2 separate regions of the Sus scrofa genome follow, and region 1 is linked to region 2. A link is a contact called in public HiChIP or PLAC-seq data. All regions are on one chromosome and are shown on one strand. The core of a region is the stretch at or near the end of the contact, and the rest is flanking DNA. Distances in the headings are between cores, read along the strand shown.

What was found. HiChIP or PLAC-seq counts read pairs in DNA pulled down with a chosen protein or histone mark.
Region 1: a contact with region 2 is called in an H3K27ac HiChIP or PLAC-seq map of alveolar macrophages. The contact joins two enhancer-like sites. A contact is called at or near these places in 12 of 47 Hi-C or Micro-C datasets (blood, embryonic fibroblasts, fetal heart ventricle and 6 more) and 1 of 2 datasets of contacts at active chromatin or transcription factors (alveolar macrophages).

Annotation. Positions count from the first base shown.
Region 1 is chr6:85,286,206-85,292,884 of Sscrofa11.1, forward strand. DNAJC8 (dnaJ homolog subfamily C member 8) reads right to left here. Exons shown (of 10, transcript XM_003356239.4): 4 at 5,726-5,782; 5 at 2,021-2,087; 6 at 1,399-1,493. Among named protein-coding and RNA genes, the nearest start is that of PTAFR, 17 kb to the left of the region's middle. Within about 2 kb of position 4,701, at least 1 of the 83 cell types and tissues checked has an H3K27ac peak or open chromatin away from gene starts, as enhancers often do. A contact at or near this core is called in alveolar macrophages, where this site is marked.
Region 2 is chr6:85,202,153-85,208,854 of Sscrofa11.1, forward strand. No RefSeq gene overlaps it. Among named protein-coding and RNA genes, the nearest start is that of EYA3, 20 kb to the left of the region's middle. Within about 2 kb of position 2,794, at least 3 of the 83 cell types and tissues checked have an H3K27ac peak or open chromatin away from gene starts, as enhancers often do. A contact at or near this core is called in alveolar macrophages, where this site is marked.

The sequences.
Region 1 (6,679 bases), core at 3,451-5,950, 86 kb after region 2:
ACAACTGCATTCTGGATGACTTTCACTGTGAAACCTCCTTAAACCAATAATTTTCACATCACATTAACTGCTGTTTTTTATCACTTTGGGGCACCATTGAGATTACCCCCACAAAAAAATAAATATACCCATTCACATAAGAATGATATTACTCCATTAAACTACCATTTAATCCAGAAAAAAGTCAAGTGCCTTAAGCTCAGAAAGGCCCTACTGCCACCCTGTGGTCAGAAAGCCTGAGGATGGCTCCTTTACAGGCTAAACACAAAAGGGTAATGACCACAATTCATGGTCAGGTTCTTTTCAGGTTTCTAACAGAATTTGGCCCATAGGTGCCATTTCCAACAAAACCAGCAAGACACAGTTATGGCAGTCTGTGCCCTCTTTTTCCTCATCTAAACTGGATTCATTACTACTATTGGTTATATTGTTGTTTCAGATTCCAAAGCTCTCCAAAGAGAAGGTCACATCCATATTCACTCCCAATTGAAACAGCTCTTTTTAATTTTTTTTTTTTTTTTTGTCTTTTTGCCATTTCTTGGGCCGCTCCCATGGCATATGGAGGTTCCCAGGCTAGGGGTCGAATCGGAGCCGTAGCTGCCAGCCTACGCTAGAGCCACAGCAACGCGGGATCCGAGCCGCGTCTGCAACCTACACCACAGCTCACGGCAATGCTGGATCCTCAACCCACTGAGCAAGGCCAGGGACTGAACCCGCAACCTCATGGTTCCTAGTCAGATTCATTAACCACTGCGCCATGACGGGAACTCCTGAAATAGCTCTTATAAATGGCCTCAAGATTCTTGTCCCAACAAGTAAAAAAAAACAAAACAAAGACTTTTTCTTACCTCAAGGAAGCTATTTTAATATTTTTCACCACTCAGGAGATTTAGGTAATGCAAAAAAAATAAAGCCAGCTATAACTGAATTTATTTCAATTGAGTCTTCCCAACCCTGTTATTAATACAGACATTTACCTCCTATTTTAATTTTTTGTTAATTTACTCATATCCCCTTGTCAGCCTTTCTCAAGCCCATGTTTCAACCCTTTCACAGAGATAATAAAAATCCAGGGTCAAGCATCAGCATGGCTGCTCCACTTTTCCACTCTCTCTAAGGCAGTGTGACAACATGTGATGAAAAGGCAAGAAAAGCCTTCTTTCCACTACACGGGACTGGTAAGGCAAGAGTTAGGAGTGTTCGGGCCACAACTCATCCTGAGCTCTAGAGCTGAGTGCCGGCTCTAGGCACACACTACTCATGACACCACAGCACAGTGGTGGAGACCAGAGGAGTGGTCCCGCCAGTCAGACATTGCCATGTTAACGTTTACCCTCCTGCAAGGCTCCCAACCTTACTAATACTTCCTGTAAACACAGCAGCACTATAAATACTTACGGTGTGTTCCACGTATTCTTTTCCTGCCTGAATTACATCCAGGGCCCTCTTCTTTTGTTCCTGATCCAGTAGCAACTTGTAAGCTTTGTCCACAGCTAATGCAAAACATTGAAATTAACTGTTTCTGCAAACACCCTCTAAAAGTCTGAACTATACTCAGGCAGTGTAAATGGACTTGTGCCATCTAAAAACATTCCCTACTTTGTTAAATTATTTACTGTTGTTACACTCATTTAAAAACATACAGCTAAAGCATTGACTTTCCTTGAGAGCCTTGGGAAAAAATTAAATATACACTCAAGGCTAAATATACCACATCCAAATTTAATTCAGTGATCAAATGCTTCCAACTAACTATTTTTTTTATGTTCAAAGGAAGAAAAAAATGATCCTATACAATAACAGTCTCTGTTGGCACATAAAAGTTTTAACAAGGCAAAGTTAAGGTCTATTTCAAAACAGAAACATTTTGCTTAGGAATGACAACTGTTCTACTGAAGGCCTCAGCTTCTTCATGACCAGAAGACAAAACTAAAACATTCTTTTCTTGATCCAGGACTAGGAACAGTTAGTCCCTAGCATTGCTAATACATTACTCAGAAGCAGGTAAATTTACAAATACCTTCAAAAGCCTTTTGTGCTCTGTCAGCATCATCTTGATTTTTGTCAGGATGCACCAGTATGGATAGCTATAAGAGAAAGGTTTGTCAATAAGAACATGCAGTAATTCTGCGCCTGCACTGTCTCTTTACAATCAAAAGCCCTAGGTATTCTGACAAGCATTTTAAAAAATTAGTATCATAAAATGCCCAGAATTATTAGCCCTTAATAAAATTCAAGTACCGAAAGGTAAACGTACAAGTAGAAAACCTTTAGTTGAGAAAAAATGTAAGCCTAGCAATCAGGAGGATGTTGGGATAATTGGGGGGAGGGAGGGGAACAGAAAGTACCAAGTTCCTTTTATGTTTCTTATACTGAGCACTAAAGAGGATTAAACAGGTATGAGACAGCATCTCTCTCCTCAAAGAACTTCTGACATAAAGCAGTGGCTCTCAGTTCTGGCTCCAACCCTGTGAAGATTTTTAGGAATACAGAGGTCTACTTTCCAGCTTGAGACCTTCTGAATCAATCTCTAGCATCTGTACTTTTTAAGCCTCTACTAGACTTCATATCAGATGATAGTAAGGAATTAGTGTTAATTTGTTAGGTGTGACGAGTAATTATACAAGGAAATGTCCTTTTTTGTCCCCCCTTTATACGTAGGGTATAAGGAAGGTCCCAGCCGAGGAGTCAAATCAGAGCAGCAGCTGCAGGTTTAGGCCACAGCCAAGGCAATGCCGGACCCGAGCTGCATCTGTAACCTATGCAGCTTGCAGCAACACTGGATCCTTAACTGATTGAGCAAGGGCAGGGATTGAACTTGCATCCTCACAGACACTATGTTGGCTTCTTAACCTGCTGAGCTACAACAGGAATGCCAAGAAAATGTCCATTTTTACCTTGGCAGGATAACTGCTTAAGTATTTAGAGATAGAGAATCATGGTATCTGTAATTTATATTATAATGATTAATTGGCTACAAAAATTTATCAGTAATGAGCAGCGGAAACAAATCTGACTAGAAACCATGAGGTTGCGGGTTTAGTCCCTGGCCTCGCTCAGTGGGTTAAGGATCCGGTGTTGCCGGGAGCTGTAGTGCAGGTCACAGACACAGCTGGGATCCTGCATTGCTGTGGCTGTGGTGTAGGCCAGCAGCGATAACTCCAATTTGACCCCTAGCCTGGGAATCTCCACATGGCGCAGGTGCAGCCCTAAAATGCAAAAAAATATATATATAAATAATGAAGTAAACCATTGCATACAGATGAATATATGGGCATTCACTGATTTCTTCTTTCTTCGTTTTTTTTTGGCTGTGCCCACAGCATGCAGAAATTCCCAGGCCAAGGATCAAACCCATGGCACAGCAATGACAACATTGGATCCTTGACCAAGGAATCCCATTTTATTCTTTCTTTTTAAAATGTAATTAAAATTTCTTGGATTTCCCATCGTGGCACAGTAGAAACGAATCCAACTAGGAACCATGAGGTTGTGGGTTCAACCCCTGGCCTCACTCAGTGGGTTAAGGATCCAGCGGTGCCATGAGCTGTGGTGTAGGTCACAGATGGGGCTCGGATCTGGCGTTGCTGTGGCTATGGCTTAGGCCGGCAGCTATGGCTCTGATTAGACCCTTAGCCTGGGAACCTCCATGTGCCACAGGTGTGGCCCTAAAAAGAAAAAATAAAATAAATAAAATAAACTAAAATAAAATAAAATTTCTATCATAAAAAATTTTAAAAACAAAAACCCCCAAGGTAACTCTTTCAGACAGCCTGGGTTAAGACCACAGGTGACTCTTTCAGACAGCCTAGGTTAAGAACCACTGACCTACTCTCACCGATAAAAACAGTGCGAAAAGAGGGACTACGTTCGGGGAGGACAGCAAGTGGGAATCTAAGGCTAAATCCAGCATGACTAGAGCCTGAATCCTGGGTTCTAATTCCAACTTCAATCACCTACTAGCTGTGAGACCTCAAGCAATTCACTTAATCTAGCTCTGCCCCAGTTTCCTCCTTTGTAAATGGGACAATACTATATACCTATATCTCACTGTGTTGTTACAAGGACGAAACAAGATAATGCAAGTAAAGAACTTACTGTCTAACACGCACTAACAATAGCACATGAAACGGACATACCATATGCCAAGACCTAGTATAAGTGCGGTATGTGCGCTACACCTCATGCAAATCCTTACACCAACCCTAGATGGAGTCACCATCATCATGTGCATTTTACAAATAAGTGCATTTTACAGGGCACAGAAAGGTTAAGAGTAACTTGCCAAAGCTCACACTGCCTGTAAGATGTACAGCCAAGACTGACACTCAAGCCATACAGCTCTAGCACCCACGTTCTTAACTACCTGGCCGGATTAATGACTAAATAAGAACGTAGTTACTGAGTTATTTGTATGATTACATAAAGATCTTAAAAGTTTTGACTATGAATTTGAATGATTGCTCATTTAATTGGGAAAGACCTCTAATACATTATATTTGAAAACCTGAAATTTCAGGAAAAGGTAAAAAAGTTAAACACAAGTCCAGAGTGTAACTCAGGAAGAAAAAAAGCTATCAAGTTATATAATGGGAAATGATTGAGTAGGCAAAGATAAAAAACACCTTGGCTTAATAGTAGATCAGAAGTGATTATGAGTCAGCAATGTGGGGGCAATGACTGTACTGAACGAGCAACCACCAACACTGGATATTAACAAGTCTGTCATGCAGGCGCTGAGAATTAGAGTCAGCACTGGTCAGGCCCTATTAAAATAGGAAGTACATAAGAGATATGCTAAGGAAAAAAATTTTTTTAAAGACATGAAATACAGAGAAAATCCAATTTGCAAAGGGCTAGGGGGTTGCTCAGCTATCAAAACTGAAAGAGTGTTTTTAAAAAGGCTACTGGGAGTTCCCAGCATGATGCTGCAGAAAGAAATCTGACTAGGAACCATGAGGTTTGCAGGTTCAATCCCTGGCCTTGCTCAGTGGGTTAAGGATCTGGCGTTGCCATGAGATGTGGCATAGGCCGGCAGCTACAGCTCTGATTAGACCCCTAGCCTGGGAACCTCCATATGCCCCGGGTACAAAAGACAAAAATAAATAAATAAAAGTAAAAAAGGCTACTAATATGTAAACCAGCTATAATGAAAAAAAAATAATTATATAAAAAATGAAAAAAAAAGGCTACCATAAAACTTTATAGCATGAGTTATTAAATATTAGAAAAGGCAAGAATCAGAGGTTATAGATCTCCTTTCCTAGAAAATTTTCAGAAAGCATTCTTTATATTAAACCAAGTATCTTCTGAGTATTCATATGTAAGTTTGCAGAGGACAGAATTATTGAGGAATGAGATCTCAAAACCAGAAAACTATTATGAATTGTTTAACATGTTCTCCCCTAGAAGCTAGGGCATTTGCTAAGAATGATTCCATGTAAGCTCTATTATTCCACTTTGTACTTCTCCCACAATTAAGGGGATGGAAAGATTCTATTTGGATATAAAATTCATCCTTTTCACAGGTAAGCTATAGTCATTAAATTGTTTAAGATTTTTACACCACTGTAGACTTTTTAAAGAGTTACATAGCCTTTAAAAAAAAGGGGAGGGGGTTAAATTTTGGCCAAAAAGTCATAATAGCAAGTCCTAAGAGAATCACATGCTTAGTACATTTTCAAAAGGTTCAAACTCCATCTATTACAGGAACATAGTACCATACCTGCCGAAACCTCTTTTTTATTTCTTCATCTGTCACTTCAGGATCTATCTGAAGAACCTGGAAGAATCAAAATCAAAACTGTAAAAGAGATTTTAAAAATTTATAAACTTAAGACATGCTCAATAATTATACACATTATAATTAGTATCTAGAACAGTACTCAGCCTTCTAGAATAATGCCTGGCATATAGTTCTAAAAAATGTTTAAGAAATATAAATGAGTAAGCCAATAACAAAATAGTAGCTATAGTGTTTTAGGGTTTTCTATTAATACAGTGGTTATATTTACTCCATCAGAAAAATAATATACTACCCTACACCCAGGGATATGTTTCCAGACCATGAGAAAAATGTTCCATTCTCCTTCATTCATTAAGAAAAGTACCCACCCCCCACTTATCTTTGTATATGCAGACAACGCATAGCAACTCAACAGGGAAATAATTAGGCTGGCAACCTTTCGTCTCAATCCAAAAATGCCCACTTGGCTCCACTTTATATCTATAACTTACATGGCCCAATGGTTCCCAACCCAGAGTAGGAATCTGAGAGCAATGCCTGGGGCTCACTGTAGGAAAGTCTAATTCCACTACAGCCATGCAACTCTGAACACGCCAGATCTCATCTGATCTTGGAAGCTAAGCAGGGTTGGGCCTGGTTACTACTTGGATTGGAGGAAAATCTGATTCCAGCTCAGTAAAATTGGGGTACAACCAAATGGCAGGAAAGTCTGTATTTTTTAGCAACACTGTTTTAAAAATAATTTCATCATTCTTCTCCAAACCTGGATATCCTAGTGTTGATATTCCTCATCAAGGATTCTGATCACAGCACCAACAAACACGTTAATTCAAACATTTATACAGTAGCTACTACTTGCTGAACATGCTGCTATGCACAAGAAATGCAAAGACAAGTAAACATGGGCAACACTTTTTTAAATTACTAAATAGC
Region 2 (6,702 bases), core at 1,544-4,043:
TAGTTAAAAAAAGGATTGGGAGCTAAGTTGAGAAACGAGAGGAGTCAAATAAGGGCAGAAATAGAAGATGTTTTCTTTTTTAAAATTTTTTTAAATTACTCAGTGAATTTATGGCATTTATAGTTGTACAATGATCATCACAATCCAACTTTATAGGATTTCCATCCCACAACCCCAGCGCACCCCCCACCCCCTAAACTGGGAGAAGGTGTTTCTCAAGGAGGTCTTGGAAGATACAAAGTCCTACATTACTGGGGGAGGCACGTGAACTATTAACAGGCAGGACCCTAATGAAGTTGTCAGAAGCCCTGCTAGGCTCTGATTTGCCTAGAATAGAGTCAGTATGCTTGGGGCTGAAGCTAAATACAAAGACCAGGGTGAAGCTGAATGGCGCAGCCTCACGTATGGCATGAAGCCCCGTGGTTCAGGAAGGGTCTGTGCACCTATGAACTAAGTGATAGGGCCATCAGTGAGGGCCTCTAGGTTGCAAGTAACAGAAGGCAACTCAGACTCTCTTAAATAAAAGTCAGAAATGATTTTATTAGAAGGACACTGAGGAGATGAAAGAATCTACGGAGGATCTTGACAGCCAAGACAGCCAGGAAAGGACAGGATCCAGGTAAGCTCTGGGAATCCCACTACCAGAAACTTCTAATTGTCCTACATCAGAATCACCTGGGGGTACAATAGATGCAATTCAAACACAGCACTAAAGATAGTCATCCAACCACAAGAGAAGAGAACAAAAGGAAAGAAAAAAGGCCAAGAGATAAAGGGTCAGAGAAAATCAGCAGAAACAAATCCAAAACAATTAACAAAAGGGCAATAAGAACATACATATCAATAATTACCTTAAATATAAATGGACTAAATGCTCCAACCAAAAGACATGGACTGGCTGAATGGATACAGAAACAAGACTCATATGTATGCTGTATAAAGAAGATGTGTGAAAAAAAAAAAAAAGAAGATGTGGGGGGGGTGTATATATATATATATATATATGTATACACACACACAATGGAATATTAGCCATAAAAAGAAATAAAATAATGCCATTTGCAGCAACATGGATGGGACTTAGATATACTAAGTGAATTTAAACAGTGAAAAATAAACATCATATGATATCACTTATATGTGGAATCTAGAAAAAGGTTAAAAATGAACTTATTGCAGAACAGAAACAGACTCACAGACTTTGTAAACAAACTTATGGTTACCAAGGAGACAGGTGGGGTGGGAGGAGGGGTGAACCGGGGATTCGAGATTGGTACATGCACACTGTATAGTGAATGCCTGGCCAATGGGGACCAGCTGTACAGCACAGAGAACTCTACCCAATCAATATCCTGTGATCATCTATATGGGTAAAGAATCTGAAAGAGAATGGATGTGTATATACGTGTAACTGAATCAGTTGTATAGCAGAAATTATCACAACTGGTAAATCAGCTAAATAAAAATTTTTTAAATGGGGGGAAAGAATCACCTGGAGGGCTTGCTAAAACACAGACTGCCTGGACCTGCCCCCAGAATTTCTGATTCAGTGGATGTAGGATAGCGCCCAGGATTTGTATTTCTAACAAGTTCCTAGAGGCTAATGATGTGTTCTAGGGACCACATAGGAGAACCACTTCTCTAGGTAAACATGTCAAATGACCCAGCACCAACTACCTTCCATCGCCAGTGTCTCCACTCAAGGTCCCAGAGTCTTGAGAAAGTCTAATTGACTCAGAGTTGAGTCATTCCTCTGGTCAGAGAGGTAGTGTCCTGTGATTGACAGTCCTGTGAGTATCGCATGGGATGGGGGGTGGGAGGGAAATTCCCCAAAGTAAGGAATGCTAGACAGACGAAAATAGATGTCCTCAAAGTGGTAACTGGCACGCTAAATGCACAGTTCTCTCCATCTGGAGCAAGATCTGCTGTAGCAGCTTCTCCTCTCAAAACAGAAAGTTCCAGAGGAGAGATTTAAAAAAAAAAAAAAGAAGAGGAGGAGTTCCCTGATAGCTCATAGGGTTAAGGATCCCACATTGTCACTGCTGTGGCATGTGTTCAGTCCCTGGCCCCCGAACTTCTGCATGCCATGGGCACAGCCAAAAGATAACTAAATAATTTTTTTTCCATTTTCTTGGGCTGCTCCTGCAGCATATGGAGGTTCCCAGGCTTGGGGTCGAATCGGAGCTGTAGCCACCAGCCTGCGCCACAGCAACAACCACGCAGGATCCCAGCCGGGTCTGCAACCTACACTACAACTCATGGCAACTCCGGATCCTTAACCCGCTGAGCAAGGCCAGGGATCGAACCCACAACCTTGTGGTTCCTAGTTGGATTCGTTAACCACTGAGCCACAATGGGAACTCCAAATAAACAATTTTTCAAAAAAAGAAAAGAGGAGTTCCCGTCGAGGCTCAGCAGTAACAAATCAGACTAGCATCCATGAGGATGTGGGTTCGATCCCTGGCCTCACTCAGGGGGTTAAGGATCTGGCATTGCTGTGAGCTGTGGTGTAGATCACAGATGCAGCTTGGATTGTGTGTTGCTGAGGCTGTGGTGTAGGCTGGCAGCTGTAGCTCTGATTCAACCCCTAGCCTGGGAACCTTCATATGCCCTGGGTGAGGGCCTGAAAAAACAAAAACAAAAACAAAAAAAACAAAAAAACAAAAAAAAAAAGGAAAGAAAAGAAAAGGAAAAAAAAAGGGGGGAGGAGAAGGTGGCCTTGTGGACCATTATCTTTATTCAGACCTCATTCTATTTTCCTGCCTAAGAGCGGAGACTCCTGCCCCCTAGAGGCGGGCAGTCAATTCCGAAGCAGCCTTGGTGACTTACAGAGCCCTGAGGAGACAGGAGACAGGCGACTACCCATGGCAAAATGTCATCATGCCTGCTGTAGCTTTTCTCAGCAGCAGAGAGTCCAGAACTAACAAATACTTCCCAAAAAGCCTACACATATTTTTGCATTATGTTTTACATGCTCACAAGGAATTTTTTCCTTCATAAAAACTTTGGTTTTTTGTTTGTTTGCTTTTTAGGGCTGCACCCATGGCATATGGAAGTTCCCAGGCTAGGGGCTGAATCAGAGCCATAGCCACCCGCCTACGCCACAGCCACAGCAACGCAGGATCTGAGCTGTGTCTGCCACCTACACCACAGCTCACGGCAACGCCGGATCCCTGACCCACTGAGTGAGGGCAGGGATCAAACCCTCATCCTCATGCCTACTAATCAGATTAATTTCCACTGTGCCGCAATGGGAATTCCCCAAAAAACTTTGTTGAGGAAAAAAAAATAGTAACCTAAGTAACCAAGCCTACAGTTAAGTCTAAATTGTTATCTATCAAATTGTCTTATGAGGTCCACCTGAGCTTATATGATAATTTAACATAGCACTATGGAGTGCGTTAAAAACATTGTGTTAATATTTACATCAATGACCAATGTAAGATGCCATATTAATGAGATAAAGGACAAAAAAGCACACAGTTATCTCCATAGATGCATAAAAAACATTTGACAGGAGTTCCCTTTGTGGCGCAGCAGAAACAAATGTAACTAGTAACCATGAGGTTGTGAGTTTCATCCCCTGGCCTGGAGCAGTGGGTTAGGGATCCCGTGTTGCTGTGAGCTGTGGTGTACGTCGAAAATGAGGCTCGGATCCCGCGTTGCTGTGGCTGTGGGGTAGGTGGGCAGCTGTCGCTCCCATTGGACCCCTAGCCTGGGATATGCCACAGGTGTGGCCCTGAAAAGCAAAAAAAAAAAAAAAAAAAAAATGCCCTTTGAAACAAAGGACCAAAAGTACATGATAAAAGATACTCAACAAGCCAGGAATAGAAGGGAACTTTCTCAACCTGATGGAAGTCATCTACAATGACTAGCATACTTAGTAGTGAAAAACTAAAAAACGGAATGTTTGCCCTTAAGCTCAGTTGTTAAGATTACTGGTTGCCAGGGCCTGGGTGGGAGGAGGGGAGGGGAATAGGAAGTAACTGCTAATGGTACAAGGTTTCTTTTGGAGGTAATAAAAATATTCTGAAATTAGGTAGTCACCGTGGTTGTACAACCTTGTGAATGAATGTACTGAAAACCACTGAATTTTTCACTTTAAAATGGTGAGTTTTGTGATTTGTTATATCTGGAATAACATTGTGATTAAAATTATATATATTTACACGGCAGCAACTAGTGATTGTGATTCTGTATAGCCGGAAGGAGAGGGCATCTCCTAATCCCTGGAAGATTGCTTGGGACAGAAGCAACAAGCTTGTATTTGTTACAATATTCTCTTTAATTTTCCAAAAACTGGTGGAAAGGGAACCCAGTCTAAAAAAAAAAAAAACAAAAAAAAAAAACAACAACACTGTACTTTTGGTCCTTTGTTTCAAAGGGCATTTTAATGAATGTTCAGTGGGTAAGCATCAGCCTGAGGTTTAGCCTGGGGTCTAGAAAAGAGAAGATAATATTTCGTGTTCTAAGTAAGAGTTTTAGAACAGACTGCTGGAGACTCCAGTGGAGCCAGAGAGACTGGAGGAGAGGGTAACAAGCTGATTCCCAAGAAAGGATTGAGCCAGAAAGAAATTCCTACTGGCAGTAGTGGCCATAAACCTTTAGAACAGTGATGTCTTATAGATATTGTTGGTGCCTATACCGTGCTGAACGTCTCCCTCTGTTTCACTAGAGCCTCAGCAGACCCTGCTAAGTATTAGGAATACTTGGAGAAATGAAGGAATCAGTAATATGTCCATGTTGACTGAAGAAAAAACGCACAACCTAAAAGTCAAGTGTTATTTATTCAGCGGACAAGACTGAGGACTTAAGCCAGGGACACAGCATCTCGGATGACTGAGAGACTGCTCCAAGGAGGCAAGGGAGAGCCAGGATATATGAGGGTTTTTGCAACAAAGACCAGGTAGTCGAAACATCAAAAGATTACTACTAATTGAAGAAAACCAGATATCTCAAGGAATTTAGCACTTTTCTATGTATCGGAAGAGATGCTGGGCTCTCATTTTCTTTATTTTTTTATTTTATTTTTTTGCTTTTTAGGGCCACGCTCACAGTATATGGAAGTTCCCAGGCTAGGGGTCAAACCAGAGCTGCAGCTGCCGGCCTATACCACAGCCACAGCAACACGGGATCTGAGCTGTGTCTTCGACCTACACCACAGCTCATGGCCAGATCCTTAACCCACTAAGCAAGGCCAAGGATTGAACCTGCATCCTCACGGATCCTAGTCGGTTCGTTAACAGCTGAGCCACAAAGGGACCTCCTCATTTTATTTAAATATGCACCTCAGCTGTCTGGGGTCAGTGTCCTGTGCTTTCTCCTTCTTAGTCTCCTCAGGGGACACCATCCAAGGGTGGCTGCAGCTGCTGACTGCTAGATGGAGGGCATCCTGTTTTTATCCTGAGTTCCCTCGGAGCTCACCATCTGGATGGCTGTAACATGATGGCTTGACGGCTGCAACATCCTTTGTTTACTGATGTGCAGGCAATATTTCTCACTCACATCAGAAGGGGCGGAGAGAAGCTGTGAGAAAAAATAGCACCACAGGGACAAGAGTAAAGTTGAAAAACAAACCTATGTGGGGGCCAGCCTGGGGGATGTGGCCCCAAGTCCATTTCGTCACTAAAATCACAAGAATTAGGGGGAGAGGGCCGGAGACCAAGTGGAGGGTGGTTTTGGTTACACGCATGATAAAAACTCAATTCAAAATTACTTAACCAGTAGGGAAATCATATTGTTTCCCGTAACAAGAAATCCTAGATTAGACTGGCTTCAGGACTGGTGAATCCAGCAGTTTAGCGATGACATCGAGGGCCCAGAGTTCTTTGCCTCTTGCTGCCCTGCTATTTGCAGCTTGTTGGCATACCTTCAGGCCACCATAGATCCAGCTCCCCAGTTGGCATATTAAAGTGAACCCATGTATTGATCAGAATGCTTTTGACTGCATGTGTCAGAAATCCAACCTAGATGAGCTTCAGGAAAATAGGAGTCCCAGGGGTCTTCAGGCATGTCTGAATCCAGGAGGGCCTCAGAACTTTCTTTCCATCTTTTGGTCTATTTGACTCTGCTTGGCTTCACTCTCAAACCAGCAGCAAGATGGCTACGGGCATGCCAGGCCTTCAGGGCATGTATCTCATGCTCAGAGAGAGACTGAGGCAGGGACAGAGAGCTCTTCTTTCTTTCTTTCTTTCTTTTTTTTTTTTTTTTTTGCTTTTTAGGGCCATACTCGAGATATGTGGAGGTTCCCAGGCTAGGGGTTGAATCAAAGCTACACCTGCCAGACTATGCCACACCCACAGCCATAGCAACACAGGATCTGAGCTGTGTCTGCAACCTACACCATAGCTCATGGCAATACCAGATCTTCAACCCACTGAGCAAGGCCAGGGATCAAACCCTGCAACCTCATGGTTCCTATTCAGATTCATTTCTGCTGCACCACAACGGGAACTCCCAAGCTCTTCTTTCTTCTGATGTCTGTGTGACAGATTCATGAAGGGATTCTGATTACGTCACTGGCCCATCCCTTTCCCTTGACCAATCACTGGAGACAAAGGACATAGATCTTACATTGGCCAGCCCAGGGTCTTCTGTCACCCCTGCGACTTGGGGTCAGGACCACTCAAACCACAAAGATGGAGCTGAATTTGGGGGGAGGAACTCTTGCCAAAATATCAGCTGCCTCTGTACACCGATGAC